Regions from separate parts of the Mus musculus genome. Here regions 2, 3 and 4 are each linked to region 1. Evidence: chromatin contacts called from public ChIA-PET and HiChIP or PLAC-seq data. All regions are on one chromosome and are shown on one strand. Each heading gives the region's core, a stretch centred on a gene start, on an enhancer-like site or on the middle of the called end of the contact. The rest is flanking DNA. Distances are from core to core; before and after follow the strand shown. Region 1 holds the start of Rpl36 (ribosomal protein L36). Region 2 overlaps Kdm4b (lysine (K)-specific demethylase 4B). Region 3 overlaps Rfx2 (regulatory factor X, 2 (influences HLA class II expression)). Region 4 has its middle 13 kb from the start of Mir6977.

Region 1 (3,448 bases), core at 668-3,167:
ACACGGAAGGCGAGCCTCCCTGTGTGTGGGTGCAGGGCTGGGATGGGGGTAGGAAGTGAGTGTGAGTGGGAGGGAAGAATGGGAGAACTTGAGAGCACTTTCTTCATCCAACTTCCTTATAACTTGTTCCAGACCTGAGGCTGTTTCTTCCCTGGCTAAATGTCAACAGGAATATACCTTTCAGTGTGTGCTTGTTAACAGAAACTGCAGTGATAGAGATACAGCAAAATACTCTGTGTACCTGCAAATATAGGGGGACATTGGAGGATGGCGCCCTGGGCATCAAGAAATACCTACTCCCCATGGGCCAGAGGCTTGCCTCTTGGATACTAGGCCCCGCCCTTGCCCTTCTTGGTCTCTGCCCTCAGCTCCCACTCAAGTTTAGCCTCCCTCCTGCATTCAAGTCCAGCCCCTGCTGTGTTCTACCACCCCACCCCACCCCCACCTTGGTTTGGACAGCAGGTCCTGCTCATTTCCCCTCCCTCTTGCGTAAAAGACCCCGCCCCTGCCCAGATTGGCTCCGCCCCCTCTCCTCCATTCCCTCTTTCTGTCTTAAGCTCCGCCCCTGCCCAGCTTTGCCTCGCCCCGGCTCCTGCTCAAGTTTCCTCTCCCTCCTGTGTTCTAGGACCTATTCCTACCTTCTTTGGACTCTTCTCAGGCCTGATCATCAGCACAGCCACCCTAGGGTACCAGAGTGGACCCTCTTGGCACGCAGGCTGAGGATCCCCACGAGGGCCTTAGCTCCATCCCAGGGTGATGCTACCCACAGGCCCCGCCTATCTGGGTTGGCCCCTCCCACTCTTATCCAAGTACTTGTGCTGCTGACGAGTTTTGCCCTCTGCTCCCTCCAGAGTACTGCATCCTGGTACATCCATGCCCTGCTTCGTAATGAGAGTTGGATTCTCTTATGTTCTCTACTGTTGGAATTCCTCAGGCTGACAGAGCGTGGAGTGTGGGAAGCTGAGGCAGGAGAGGAGGAGGCTCAAGTACAGCTCAGCTGCTGGAGCACTTGGGTGTTACACGCCTGTCATTATCAGGACAGCCTGGGCTGCACGAGACCATAGCTCACAGAAAAAAAGTGAGGAAGGAGAGGAGTGAGGGGGCACAGCCTGTGATTCTAGATAATTTGCAGCCCTCTCTACCCCAAGGCCTCCAGGGGACGCGAAACTCCTTCAACGAAACAGTTCATAAGGATCAGTCTATTGATCCGGACAGATTTGTTGTGACTGTTGTGACAGATCTATTGATCTGTTGGATCCGGAACCCTCCATGACGAAGGCAAACGGAGTTCTGTAAACTGACTTCTGACCTCTGCAAGTTTGTAGTGGCACATGCTCTCTCTCTTTCGAGACAGGGTTTCTCTGTGTAGCCCTGGCTGTCCTGGAACTCACTCTGTAGACCAGGCTGGCCTCGAACTCAGAAATTCGCCTGCCTCTGCCTCCCAAGTGCTGGATTAAAGGTGTGCGCCACCACGCCCGACACAAACAAAAAATTTTAAAAGCACTCTTTAAAGTCATTTTTAAAAAGATTTGTTTATTTAATTAGTTATTATGTATACAGCGGTCTCCCTGCATGTGTACCATCAGGCAAAATGAGGGCACCAGATCTCATTATAGATGGTTATTAGCCACCATGTGGTTAACTGAGAATTGAAATCAGGACCTCTGGAAGAGCAGACAGGGCTCTTAACCTCTGAGACATCTCTACAGAGCCCATTCCCCTCAAAAGCACTTTTATTGTCAGAGATTAAATTACTTCAACAGCTAACAACAGTGTGAGGCAGCATTCCAACTCCTAACCTAAGGGATGATTCCCAAGCCGAGGTCTCACGGGTGCCGTAGAACCTCCGGCCACCAGAGGTCGCCCGCAGCGCGCCTGTCTCTCTAGCCGGAAAGGCCTGCAAGTGGCATATATCCCAGGATTCTGCGCGGTGCCGTTCTTCCTGTCCCGGCCGCCATCGGAGAGCATCAGGTAAGTGGGCCTCGTCGGGGCTCATCTGCCCCCATCGGGCATCCCGGCCCCATGGGGAGTCCCTGCGGGCCGGCATGCGGGCGGGCGCGGGCCGAGGTACCGTGTCTCAGCCGCTGTCTTGTCCCCGCTGCCCACAGCCATGGCTCTGCGCTACCCCATGGCCGTGGGCCTCAACAAGGGCCACAAGGTGACGAAAAACGTCAGTAAGCCGAGACACAGCCGGCGACGCGGGGTGAGTGCTGGGGACGCGACCGCCTCGTCAGAGATGGGGACGGGGGTGAAGAAGTGAATATCGACACCTGCGTAGATTCTGTGTCGTTGGAATGGGAAGGTCTGAGTGGTTCGTGGGCCCGGTCGTTGATTGGGCGTCTGAGACTGGGAGTCGGTCGGTGGGCTGTTGCGTTCGGCCCCCTGTAAGGCCCATTTTGGGGTTCGTGACCTCGGGGCTGTGCTCGCAGCGCCTCACCAAACACACCAAGTTCGTGCGGGACATGATCCGGGAGGTGTGCGGCTTCGCACCCTACGAGCGGCGAGCCATGGAGTTGCTCAAAGTGTCCAAGGACAAGCGCGCACTCAAGTTCATCAAGAAGAGGGTAGGCAGCGTGCTGCACCGAGCACGGGTGGGGGTGTGGCTGGCTGCAGTGGCCCTGGGTGACATGCGACTACTCCTCGCAGGTGGGCACGCACATCCGCGCCAAGAGAAAGCGGGAGGAGCTGAGCAACGTGCTGGCAGCCATGAGGAAGGCGGCGGCCAAGAAGGATTGATGAACCCTCCCCCAATAAAAGATGGTTCCTACAGTTTTGTGTATGTGTGAGCTCACGGCGACACTGAGACTCAGGCTTAGGGCTTTTGGAAAGGTTTTCTTTATTCATGATTCTACAGCTGTGCTCGTGGCTCCGCCACACCATGATTTATTTAGTCCCAGGCCCCTGTGTCATCTCTCCACGGCCAGTGCCTCCCTGTGCTCTCGCCGGGGGAAGGCAATGGGGAATATGTCCCGATAGTGTTCCACGAAGTGAACTTCAAGGCCCTCTGTGATAAAAGGAGCTAAATCCGAGTAGTCCTTTCTGTTCTCAGCAGGCAGAATGATGCAGGTCACACCTGCACGCTTAGCCTGTGGAAAGATGTGTCAGCTGGGTGCTCTTCCACCCTGAGGTGGTCAGGGGTACAGGCGGCAGACACTCACCGCAATGGTCTTCTCCTTGATGCCACCCACAGGCAACACCTTGCCAGTGAGGGAGACCTCCCCAGTCATAGCCAGGTTCTGCAACACTGGCTGGCCCAGAGCCAGGGACAGCAGTGCAGTGACAATAGTACAGCCTGCGCTGGGACCATCCTTGGGGGTAGCACCCTGTGGGGAGAGGCAGTGGTGAGTTGCTGCGCTGATGGGTGCTATGGGGGGGGGGGGTGAATGATGGGCCTACCTCAGGCACATGCAGGTGGATGTGTGAGGTGACTAGGAAGTCATTTTCAGGG
Region 2 (3,448 bases), core at 253-2,752, 230 kb before region 1:
CCTCCATGGAATGGTAACTCTGGGCTGACAGACAGGAACAGAGAGGCCAAGCAACTTTGCCAATGGTACCCAGCAGGTGCCATGTCCAGCATACCCTCCAGGTTCCTGGCCTGTTCAGTAGACCTATGTGCAGATGTGGTGTGAGCTTCTGGGAATGCACCAGGTCAGCCCTTCCTTCTTAAGAGTTTTCCAGGTGTGATAACATGGGCAGGCTCGAGGCACAGTCTGCCTGCCTGCCCACCAGCCTGCTTTTCACAGGCTGGAGCAATTCTCCACAGGTCACTAACTAGATCAAAGGGGTTCTCTTAGCGAGGGGGCGCCTCCTGTACAGCCCTGCCTGTCACTGGCTGCTGCATCAGCCTTTGCAAGTCACAGGCCACACACACAGTGTGGGAAGCTCAGCCCTGGTCCACACTGCAGGGAAGGGTCTCATCACGACCCCACCAGGCTGAGCTGTGGTGAGACCAGGGTGTGATTGAGAGCCTGGCTCTAGCTGCACGTTCAGCAGCTTCTCTGTCCCCTTGCCATTTCTGTGGCCAGATGCCAGTCTTCCCAGAAATACGACACTGGAGTTGGAGGGAAAGTCTGGAGGTAGCCTCCTCTTTGCATATCGTCATGCCCTTGTGGTAGACTGGTAGCAGCAGGCCCTCAGCACAGATTAATGACCAGGTAAGAACTGGCAGCCTTGTTTCCTGCTGTGGGTGACAGTTAGTTGCAGGCTGAGAGGCATAAGGCTGGCCTGAAACTGCAGTCACAGGGTCTGAGGTCGTGCCACCAGCTGGTCATTTGCTCCACTGGCCCCTGATCTATGCTGTGGCAGGGCTGTATGCACATGATGGCTATTGTGAAGTGTGTTCCTCCTCCATCCCTGTCTCATGACTTCTGCGCTATGAGTCCCAGAAGGCCAGTGGGAGCACAGAGGGTCCTGTGTAAGGCTGACACAGCCTTCTTGTGGTACAGCTGGCCACTGTTAGGTAGAGGGAAGATCTAGAAAGGTAGCCTAGCATGAGTTCCCCAGCACAATACATGGTCTTGGCGTTCTCTGTGGGGTATCCTAGCCTTGTACCCCATGTCAGAAGCCCCAACAGCCCTGGTGGCAACAGTGTTCTTAAGTATCATGTAAGGTCTTTGGTGGAGGAGGTACATGCTGATAACCCCCTGCCCCCTGCCACTGACTCCCCAGTAGGTTAAGTGAAGAGTACATCATGGACACCCCACATTATGTAGCCTGTGCATTACAATCTTGTCCCAATTTCCCTATGAGTAAACTGGGGCTCCAGGGGTTCCCATGGTAAGGGGTGCTGGGAAGTTGTGGGCTGCCCCAGAAGGCCATGATGGTCACACTGAGGTTTGCACAAAGCAGGGACTGACAGGACCCAGACAAAGAGCACCGTCAGGGGAGAAGACAGTCTAGTGCTGCCAGCTCCCTGCCACTCAGGACAAGTGGCCTCTGTGCCAAGAGGGGTGAGGTGGGTGTTGTCATGGGTACAGTGCCACACAAGGGGCATCATGACACCAGAGACTGCTGAGGGGCACAGGCCCCACCAGGCAGCACTGTGAGCTGGCGCCTAATCATCCTGTGCACAGTCCCTCTGGCTCCCTAATGAACTGGCTGCCGTTGCAGCGCTGGCAATCGTAGCAGAAATGGGCCAAGCCGCAGCTAGAGTTCTGTGCTGTAACCCTTAGTGGGCCAGAGTGTCTCCCTCAAACAGATGGCTCTTCAAAAATGTCCCTTCAATCATTGAGCTTGCCTTCCTCTGCTATGGGACTGGTGCACTTCTGTCACCCTAACACTCAGGACGCCGAGACAGGAAGATTGCCCCAAGTTTGAGGTCAGCCTTTTTAAAAGGTATTTCTGACATGGAAAGCTATGGTAGCATTGAAAAAGGGTGTGCATAGCCACAGCCAGCTGGTATGGTACTGTGGTTTAGCAAGGTCCACTTTTAAGAACTGACAAACCAGGCCTGAGCCAGGCATCCAGAGGACCCACTGTGGCCCAGTCTTCATCAGGTCAGCAGGGTTGATCAGCACCCCTCCTGCAGCCTGTAGTGTGCCCCTACCCTGGCTCCTAGACCCCAGGCCTGGTCACGTCTACATAGAAGGGATGTGGTGCAGACCTGGGTGTAGGGGCAGTCATATCTGAATATGTCCAGCCATGGGTGACCATGTTGGTGAGCTGGGGACAATGTTGTTGTCCCCTCTAGGACATGCCCTACCCTTACCAAATTCTAGCCGCTCCAGCAACAGGCTGTGTTCCGCCCTGGTTCCTATGCCATGACTGAGAGTTGTCCCTGCCACACTGGTGAGAGCAGGAGAGTCCCTGCAGTAACATGCTATCCGGTTTGGTGGTTTTATTGAGCTGTGTTTTAATCATCTCCTCTCCAGCTATTGCCTCCCCCAGCTCACTGTTTCGCATGAGCGGGTTCTGGTGTAACCAAGCCTGTCAAAAGAACACAGCCTCCAACCAGAGCTCAGAGCTCACAGAAGATCCTGGGAACCCAGGTGGCCTCACTGCTGTGCACCCAGCCTGACTCTGAGTGAGGCAGAGGGAACAGATTCAAAGTGTGGGAGCCCCAGGGACAGGGTCGCAATTGAGGCAGAACCTTTGTGCCTGACACAGCCCTAAAGGAGCCAGGAAGTCAAGGGCTTGCAACTCTCAGCAGAGCTGGAATAAGCATGTATGCACCCTACTACAAATGAGACACCTCCCAGCAGTCTTCAATCTCTAGAAATGCATGGTATACAGGCACAGTCTGTTAATGGGGATGACCCTGGGCCCAGGGGCATTGGGGCAAGGTTTAGCTAGGCACAGAGCCCTGGTCCAGCACCACAAGGGAAGTATGGGGCCTTTGTCCCGTGTTTGCCAGCCACACTCCAGTGTTTCAACTTCATTAGACAAGCACTTCTGTGACTTGGGTAGCCTTGAACGACATGTCACCTTCGTGTCTCTGAGGATCTCATTGACCTGGCTAGGCTCCTGATAGTCAGTGACGTAGAAGGATCTGAGATGGACAATTGGTCTCCATCAGGATCTGTGTAGGGAAGTGGATAGTGACACAGACAGGCAGGAGTAGGTCACATACTTTGAGGAGTACCAGTACCTAGGAGTGAGGGCCACCCAAGGAAGCAGGTGCTGCTGTCAACACAGGTGGGGTCTCTTACACAGAAGCACATTAAAGGTGTCTGTGCCATGTGCAGCCACACTAAGCTCTGGACCGCCACACAGCTCGAGGAGGTATTCTACATTACCTTAGGCTGCAGAGTGACTCCATGGCTGCAGCAGGACGCAGAGTGATGGCTGCAGGATGCCATCTGTTCACAAAGTAAGACAAGGTAGCCTGTGTAGGGAGGTGGGCGCCATGGACTCCCTAACCTCTGTATGCAGAATTGCAAGCTGGTCCAGGTGGGCTGTCCAAGCTTGGCTCCAGGTTGGGAAGCACGTGGCAGC
Region 3 (3,448 bases), core at 282-2,781, 210 kb after region 1:
CAAGCTGAAACAACAACTAACCGACCTGTCCAAGCTGGTCTTAACTTTCAATCCTCCTGCCTCAAACTCCCATTGTCTGGGGTGGTTGGCCTGTGCCACCAGGCCCAGCTCAACAGCTTTTCAACATAACAGCACTCCCGGACCTGTCTGTAAAATCCCGCGGGATCATAGCATCCAATAGGGCAGCTGGCTAAGGTGGTGCTTGTTGAAAGAAGAATAAAGTAATTAATCACGAACTGAAATGGAAGCAATGGCATCTGTGGGTTTTAATGCAGGTAATTATACTCACTGTAAAATCACCACAGCACAAAACAGTAACAGGCTTATTCATTCACTGTTAATTGCCTGGTTGTATTTCAAATGTTCTCTCAAAAATTAAATCATTTGACTGCACAGTAATTTTTATGTAAAGAGGTCCACAGGAGGTAGACAGAAGTTCAGGGTGGCAATGTATGCTTGTCACCCCGGCATCTGAAAGCAGAGAGAAGCGGGAAGATCACAAAACAAAATAAGGACTAGCAAGATGGCTCAGAGAAAGGGCTTGCTGCTGAGTCTGGTGGTCTGAGTTCAATCCCAGGGACCCACACAGTAGAAGAGAGAACGGATCCCCATAAATTGTCCTCTGACCTCTGCACATGTGCACACACACACACACAAAAGTAAATAAATGTAATAAAAAATTTAAAGGTTAGCTTTATGTTATATGGATTTTTATTTCCATTTATTTATAAAAATAAATTTTATAAAAGGATAAGTGTTGAGGAATACCTAGTCAGAACAAAAGGCGCACCTGGTGCAGGGTGGCTGTTTTCCTCAGAGAAAGGACATCGCTTGTGATCAAGTGACAATTGGGCGGGTGCAAAACCTCAGAGGCAAAATCCTTGTGACCTTTGCAGCAATGGACTTGGGGACCAAACAAGTCAAGAGGCTTTGCAGGGATGGTCCCACAGGAGGGGGGAGGTAGGAGGGAGGGATGATTTAGAAAGGCTGGGCTTATGCTGCCAACACTTGCCTCTGCAAGGCCCATAAATAGACCAGCCCAAGGGGGATGAATGGGGAGCAGAGAGCGGGAGGCTGGCATTGCACAACACAAAGTCCGAAACAAGATGAGGCTGGGGTTTGGGAACCTAGACAAAGGCAGCCAAGAGAACGTGGGAGCAGCAGGGTGTGAAACTGGTAGTTTCTAAAAGATCTTACAAGTTTCTGGAAGAAGATTCTAAAAGTTTCTAGAACATTAATTGGGAGGTCAAAGGAAAGCTATTTGGGATCAGTGTCTCAGAATCATACTGTATTATCAAAAAATTATCAACTGTATTTTAAAATACGAGGGAAGTTGACATTAGGGCAAATAATCTCATTCAGGGTGAGGTCTTGCTTGGGTTTCTGTTTCGAACTGTTTGTTTAAAGTGCAAGAAGGCAAACTACAGCAGAAACCACAGAACTCGTGTGAGGTTCCGGAGTAGAGCCCTGTATTCAGGCAGCAGGACACAGATGCCATTGGTGGTTCACGGTACATGACAGGACACTGTGGGCAGGGTGGTCTGTAGGCTGTGTGTAGACTGCACTAACTGGAGAGGAGCACCTGCCTTGGTGGTGTCTGTGGGAGACACACACCCACCCCTCGGAGGGACTTGGAGGGCCAGGAAGCCTGGCTGCTCCATGAGCCCTGGCGTAGTCAAGGCAACAAGCACAGACTTGTGGCTATGGAACCAGCCTGGCAGGGCACATGGGTGCAGCTCCTGGTGAGGAATGTGGCTGCATCAGCACAGGGGAACGTGAGTGGGTGGGGTGGACCTGACACAGCGACATGGGCTCCAGGAGGCGCCTCAAGGGGCTCAAGAACCATCTCTGGTGCCTTCAGGATTCAAGGTGGCATTGAAGTATATGTGTTGCTGGGGAGGGCCTGTTACCTAGCATTCTGGAACACTTACAAGATTGCAAATTGGTTGGGCCGGGAGGCAATGAACAGGGAAAGGAGGAGAGGGCAGTGTGCATGCTCACTCGTGGTGGGCATGGAAGTGGTACTGAGGCCACAGCTTCTTCTTCTTTTTTTTTTTTTTTTTGGTTTTTCAAGACAGGGTTTCTCTGTATAGCCCTGGCTGTCCTGGAACTCACTCTGTAGACCAGGCTGGCCTGGAACTCAGAAATCCACCTGCCTCTCTGCCTCCTGAGTGCTGGGATTAAAGGTGTGCGCCACCACCCCCATCGAGGCCACAGCTTCTTAAGCAAAGGTGCAGCCTCAGGCAAGGACAATAAGAGTCACCGTCATCTGCACTGCAAGGACAGTAGAAGGCAGTCACAGTCAAGAAGCCTCAGAACCAGCTGCTTCCTTTTGACACGGGCAGTGCCACAACCTGCCTCCTAGCCCAGAGCTGCTGGGCATCCTAGGACACACCTACATAGCGGAAACTTAGGCAGCAAGGAAAAAGAAGCATTGGCAGCAGAGCCAGAAGGAAACAGATGGTGGGTGGGGAGGCTGCTGAGGGCTGCTCGATGCGTGCAGAAGCACAAAGGTAAGTATTAGCTCAGCCATGGACTCCAGTTACCACTCCAAGGACATAAGGACAGTGGCTCAGAGAAAGACCCAGACACCAAAAGGCCACACAGGGTGTGGGGCTCGGTGACAGATGTCCAGAGTAGGGAAACTCAGATACTGGAAGTGGATTCATGGGCGCTGTTCAGGAGAGGAGGTTTCGTTGAGAGCGATGGACTGTTTGGGAATTAAATAGAGGAAATGCTTACACAACCTTGTGAATGTATCCAAAGCCCCTCAACTACCTGTACATAAAGAGTGAATTTAAGTCAAGGTCTCTGGGCTGGGGAGGGGACATGAGTGGGCAGAGAGCTTGCCCAGCACCCCTTAACTGTGGTGGCTCATGCCAGTTATCCCAGCACTCAGGAGGCAGAGGCAGGAGGGTCAGGGGTTCAAGGTCAGCCTCAGTTACATAGGGACTTTGAAGCCAGCCTGGAACACAGGAGACCTGTTCAAGGTGAAGGAGGGGAAGGGGAAGGGAGGAGGAGGGAAGGAAGAGGAGGTGGGCAAGGGGGAGAGTGAGGGGGTATGGGGGATGCTTCTCTTGGGATGTGGCTCAGGAGTTAAGGTAGTCCAGGAAAGCTGATACAAGCTTCTGATCCCATAGCCAGACCATGGAATGACGGCCACCGTACAAATCTGGCCAATTGCTGCTTGGTTTTGCATTATCTACTAGCTACTGAGGGTTTTCATTTTTCTTTTTTCAAGTGTTTGGAAGGCATCAAAAATGAAAATATTTTGTGACAAGAGAGTGCTCAGGGGTAAAGGTGATTGCTGCTAAGCCTAAGACCTGAGTTCCAGCCCTGGGTCCTACATGACTGAGGTGATGGGAGAGACCCTACTGCCACACAAACACAAAAATAAATTTAAAAGTGAAGTATAATCTCAATAAACAAAGGACAAAGATGTAATAAA
Region 4 (3,448 bases), core at 417-2,916, 210 kb before region 1:
ACTTAGTGATTACCTGGCTGGGATGCTGAACCTAGCATGGTCCTACAACTAACAGGAAACAATAACCTGGGCTGCCCGCTCTGCAGGCCCTGGCCTGGCCTCCACCTCTTCTGCAGAGGAAGCACCAGCCTCCCCAAGCCCTGCTTGAAGCCAGGCCAGCCCTGCCCTGCTCCCTCTGTTTCTGTTACTCATTGGCTCTCAGGTTTGGAAATCATGATCTGATTCCCACAGTTGCCCCTCAGCCCAAGAGCCCAGGTCTCCATGCTTGTCCAGCCTGTGTGTTCCACATAAGCATGCAGCCCTGGGCCCCACATGGTTACAGCACACAGCTTCCTGGACAATCGTAAAAACCATGTTTCTCCCTCTCCACACTGCTCTCTGCACCTCAACCCCAACCCTTCCCGATGCTGGCCATTTGGACATCCTAGAGAGAACCATTCGGAAGACCCAGGTTTCAGATCCCAGGAACATCACCAAAGCAGACACAAGGGAGATATGTCTCAGGGCCCTAGCCCCTGTGCTGGAAATGAGTGTGATCTATGGGGTCACTGGCCCTGTGCCTGGAGAAAACAAGAAATGGCTGCTGCCGGGTAATGCAGTGGCTGCAGAGGGGTCCTGCCATGACAAATGTTCCCCGCTTCTAACAGTTGAACAGAGTGGAGACCAAAATCCATTTCATTTCCTGCGTAGTCCCAGTGCCATGCACAAGAAACAGGACACTAGTTCTGGAGAGATGGCTCAGTGGTTAAGAGCACAGAGGTCCCGAGTTCAATTCCCAACAACCACATGGTGGCTCACAACCATCTGTAATGAGATCTGTAATAAGATCTGATGCCCTCTTCTGGTGTGTCTGAAGAAAGCTACAGTGTACTTACATATAAAATCTTTTAAAAAAGAAAAAGAAGAAACAGGACCCTAGCTCTGACTGAATGTGCCACATATCCATCCTGAGTCCATGTTGGCAGCCAGATCATGCCTCTATTGCTTTTATTTATTTTCTGGGACTTGGGGCTATAAAGAAGGGACTTGGATGATATAGGATAGTTAGTCCTTGCAAGATGGAGGCTTGAAGACCAAGCTTAGGGCTTGCCTAGCTCACAACTCCTCAGGAGATCCCAAGCCACAGCAATCTGGAATCCCTCGGCAGTAGTGAGTGTTCTGGGTCTCACATCAGTTTCTTAGTCAGAGTTTCTCTTGCTGTAAGGAAACACTGTGACCAGAGCAACCTGGAAAGGATACAGCTTATTTGATCGACATTTCTGCATCCATCACTGAAGGAAGCTGGGACAGAAATGCAAACAGGACAGGAACCTGGAGCCAAGAGCTGTTGCAGAGGCCATGGAGGGATGTTGCTTACTGGCTTGCTCTTGTGGCTTGCTCAGCCTGCTTTCTTCTAAAACCCAGGGCCACCAGTCCAGGGATGGCCCCACCCACGGTGGGCTAGGCTCTCCCACATCAATCACTAATTTAGAAAATGCCCCACAGGCTTGTGCAAAGCCATTTTCTCAGTGGGGGTTTTCTCCTCTCAGATTCTAGTTTGTAGCAAATTGACTTAAGACTAGCCAGCACTTGCTGGCATGTCAGTGACAGTGCCACCTTGTCTGCATAACTTGAGGCAACACTGGCATTGGGGTACCAGGGACATTGTACCTTTAGGCTGATGTGACCTTTGATCTGACTGTGACCTCTGTGACACTGGGACAGTTAACTGACTCTGGGCTTCTGATCCTCCTGCTTCCACTTCCTGATGTTGCAATGATGGGCCTGTGCCAACAGGCCTGTCAGTAACATTTAAAAACTATTTTTAAGACTCACTTTTTAGAGTGGTATGTGGTGGCACATACCTTTAACCCTAGCGTTTGGGAGGCAGAGGCCGGTAGATCTCTGTGAGTTCGAAGCCAGCCTAGTCTTCAGAGGACATCCAGAGCTACCCAGAGAATTCCTGTCTTAGAGAACCAAACAATAAATAATGGCTTTGTGGCTAGGAAGGGCTCATTCAGGTGTGAGAGCAACCCACTCAGAATCAGACGGCAAATGGCCCAGCTGAGTCTCACTCATGCTGTGAGCCTCACCCACCAGGTCTGAGCATGGAGAAGCTGGAATCTCCCTCTGTCAGCTATGGGGCGTCCAAGTAGACACCAGCACTAAAGGGGACAACCAACCCAGAGATTGACTTTGGTCAGGGCTCCGGCCGTGATGTGTTAATGTCACCTCTGAACCCAAGCGAACAGAAGCAACTCTGATAGCTACCCACAGACTTCCTGCTGGTGTCTGATGGAGCTGCTGCCCACAGAGGCTGCGCCACACAGCCTTCAGGCCACCAATCAGGTGTCACGGCCGCATAAATTCAACCACCATATGCATTCGGCAGGCATTTTGCATACCAGTTGTGATATGTAAAGAAAAATCAAATGTAATCAGCTTTCAAGTGGATGATTCCCAAAGGATCCGGAACACATCCCTCATTGGTGTCTTTACTGCACAGCCATTGTCGGGCACTCACAACACTTCTCTAGCCCCTGTGGTTTTTGTTTTGTAACATCATACTAGTAGCCTGAGATTGGTTGTGATGGCATGGTTTACACCATCAACTCAGAAGTGACACCATGAACCCTTGGCCTTCCTCTCGACTACTGAAGGTTACTGTGACTCCAGCCATCACACCTCACCGCCTACAGGAAAAGGGGGAATTAGCAAATGACAGAAATGGGTGGCAGCTCCTCGCTGTCTGTTCTTTGGGGTGAGTTCCCCAGCCACTTATGCTTCGTTTCCCAGAACTGTGTCCCTGGAGCCTGGCCAAGCAGCCCTGCAAGTAATTATGGTTTTCTGTCTTCTGTGTAGAAGGTGGCCAGAGACTGCAGTGAGGGCTTCTGCTGACCATGACTAGTCCTTATCCACCCTTGTTTTAGCAGCCACAGGGCATCTTGGGAAGAGCAGAGTGGGAACAGCTGGGGATACCAGGAGGAGATGCTGCTTAAGTATGAAGCCCCACACAATTTTCCTTATCAAGACTTGGGTAGAGCTAGCTTGTGGGGCAACAGGCTATGCACAGACGCCTGGTCCCCAGTTGAGCTGAAGTCTTGAACCCCAGTGGAACCCGGTGGTGGTAATTTCCACTTACATGGAATGGAAGGCGTTTGATCATGTCTCCTGGACCCCTGGCTCCTGTTACCACCCCCACAGCCCTGTTGAAGTTACCACCCCCACAGCCCCCACAAGAGAAGCGTGTGGCTAATAGTCATGTAGACAATATCCCAGGCTTCTGGCCTTCTGGCTAGACTCTTCCCCACAGTTTCCTAGCAACAGCAAGATAACAAGCCCATTATAAGAGGGGCTGTTTGGCCCCTCCTCACCCTCTTACTCTCTAAGCTTTTACCTTTCTCTCTCTGAGCCTTTACCTTTCTTACTCTCTCACTCTCTTTCCCTTCTCCCTTCTTTCCTCTTGGCC

Evidence for each region. ChIA-PET counts read pairs in DNA pulled down with a chosen protein or histone mark. HiChIP or PLAC-seq counts read pairs in DNA pulled down with a chosen protein or histone mark.
Region 2: a contact with region 1 is called in an H3K4me3 HiChIP or PLAC-seq map of forebrain, with 3 times the contacts expected there. The contact joins the enhancer-like site here to the promoter of Rpl36 in region 1. A contact is called at or near these places in 8 of 39 promoter capture datasets (the 3T3-L1 cell line, cranial neural crest, embryonic stem cells and 4 more), 1 of 484 Hi-C or Micro-C datasets (nephron progenitors), 11 of 115 datasets of contacts at active chromatin or transcription factors (bone marrow-derived macrophages, craniofacial prominence, double positive thymocytes and 7 more) and 4 of 9 other capture datasets (adipose tissue, liver, macrophages and 1 more).
Region 3: a contact with region 1 is called in an RNA polymerase II ChIA-PET map of memory CD8 T cells, with 56 read pairs. The contact joins the enhancer-like site here to the promoter of Rpl36 in region 1. A contact is called at or near these places in 4 of 484 Hi-C or Micro-C datasets (CD4 T cells, the N1E-115 cell line, Sertoli cells and 1 more), 4 of 115 datasets of contacts at active chromatin or transcription factors (astrocytes, effector CD8 T cells, memory CD8 T cells and 1 more) and 1 of 9 other capture datasets (adipose tissue).
Region 4: a contact with region 1 is called in an H3K4me3 HiChIP or PLAC-seq map of bone marrow-derived macrophages, with 2.2 times the contacts expected there. The contact joins the enhancer-like site here to the promoter of Rpl36 in region 1. A contact is called at or near these places in 10 of 39 promoter capture datasets (the 3T3-L1 cell line, 3T3-L1-derived adipocytes, cranial neural crest and 6 more), 1 of 484 Hi-C or Micro-C datasets (embryonic stem cells), 11 of 115 datasets of contacts at active chromatin or transcription factors (bone marrow-derived macrophages, craniofacial prominence, embryonic basal ganglia and 8 more) and 3 of 9 other capture datasets (adipose tissue, liver and pancreatic islet).

Annotation. Positions count from the first base shown.
Region 1 is chr17:56,611,478-56,614,925 of GRCm38.p6, forward strand. It overlaps Rpl36 (ribosomal protein L36), which reads left to right and starts at 1,918. Exons shown (of 4, transcript NM_018730.3): 1 at 1,918-1,971; 2 at 2,109-2,203; 3 at 2,430-2,564; 4 at 2,647-2,769. The coding sequence starts at 2,111. The coding sequence ends at 2,736. It overlaps Lonp1 (lon peptidase 1, mitochondrial), which reads right to left. Exons shown (of 18, transcript NM_028782.2): 16 at 3,397-3,448; 17 at 3,159-3,323; 18 at 2,820-3,086. The coding sequence ends at 2,907.
Region 2 is chr17:56,378,944-56,382,391 of GRCm38.p6, forward strand. All of the region lies in intron 8 of Kdm4b (lysine (K)-specific demethylase 4B), which reads left to right. It overlaps Gm32715 (a long non-coding RNA gene), which reads right to left. Exons shown (of 3, transcript XR_003952227.1): 3 at 1-3,448. Among named protein-coding and RNA genes, the nearest start is that of Gm32715, 8.0 kb to the right of the region's middle. Within about 2 kb of position 1,503, at least 44 of the 459 cell types and tissues checked have an H3K27ac peak or open chromatin away from gene starts, as enhancers often do. A contact at or near this core is called in forebrain, where this site is marked.
Region 3 is chr17:56,818,285-56,821,732 of GRCm38.p6, forward strand. All of the region lies in intron 1 of Rfx2 (regulatory factor X, 2 (influences HLA class II expression)), which reads right to left. Among named protein-coding and RNA genes, the nearest start is that of Rfx2, 11 kb to the right of the region's middle. Within about 2 kb of position 1,532, at least 170 of the 459 cell types and tissues checked have an H3K27ac peak or open chromatin away from gene starts, as enhancers often do. A contact at or near this core is called in adipose tissue, astrocytes, effector CD8 T cells and 3 more, where this site is marked.
Region 4 is chr17:56,403,820-56,407,267 of GRCm38.p6, forward strand. No RefSeq gene overlaps it. Among named protein-coding and RNA genes, the nearest start is that of Mir6977, 13 kb to the right of the region's middle. Within about 2 kb of position 1,667, at least 24 of the 459 cell types and tissues checked have an H3K27ac peak or open chromatin away from gene starts, as enhancers often do. A contact at or near this core is called in bone marrow-derived macrophages, hematopoietic stem and progenitor cells and liver, where this site is marked.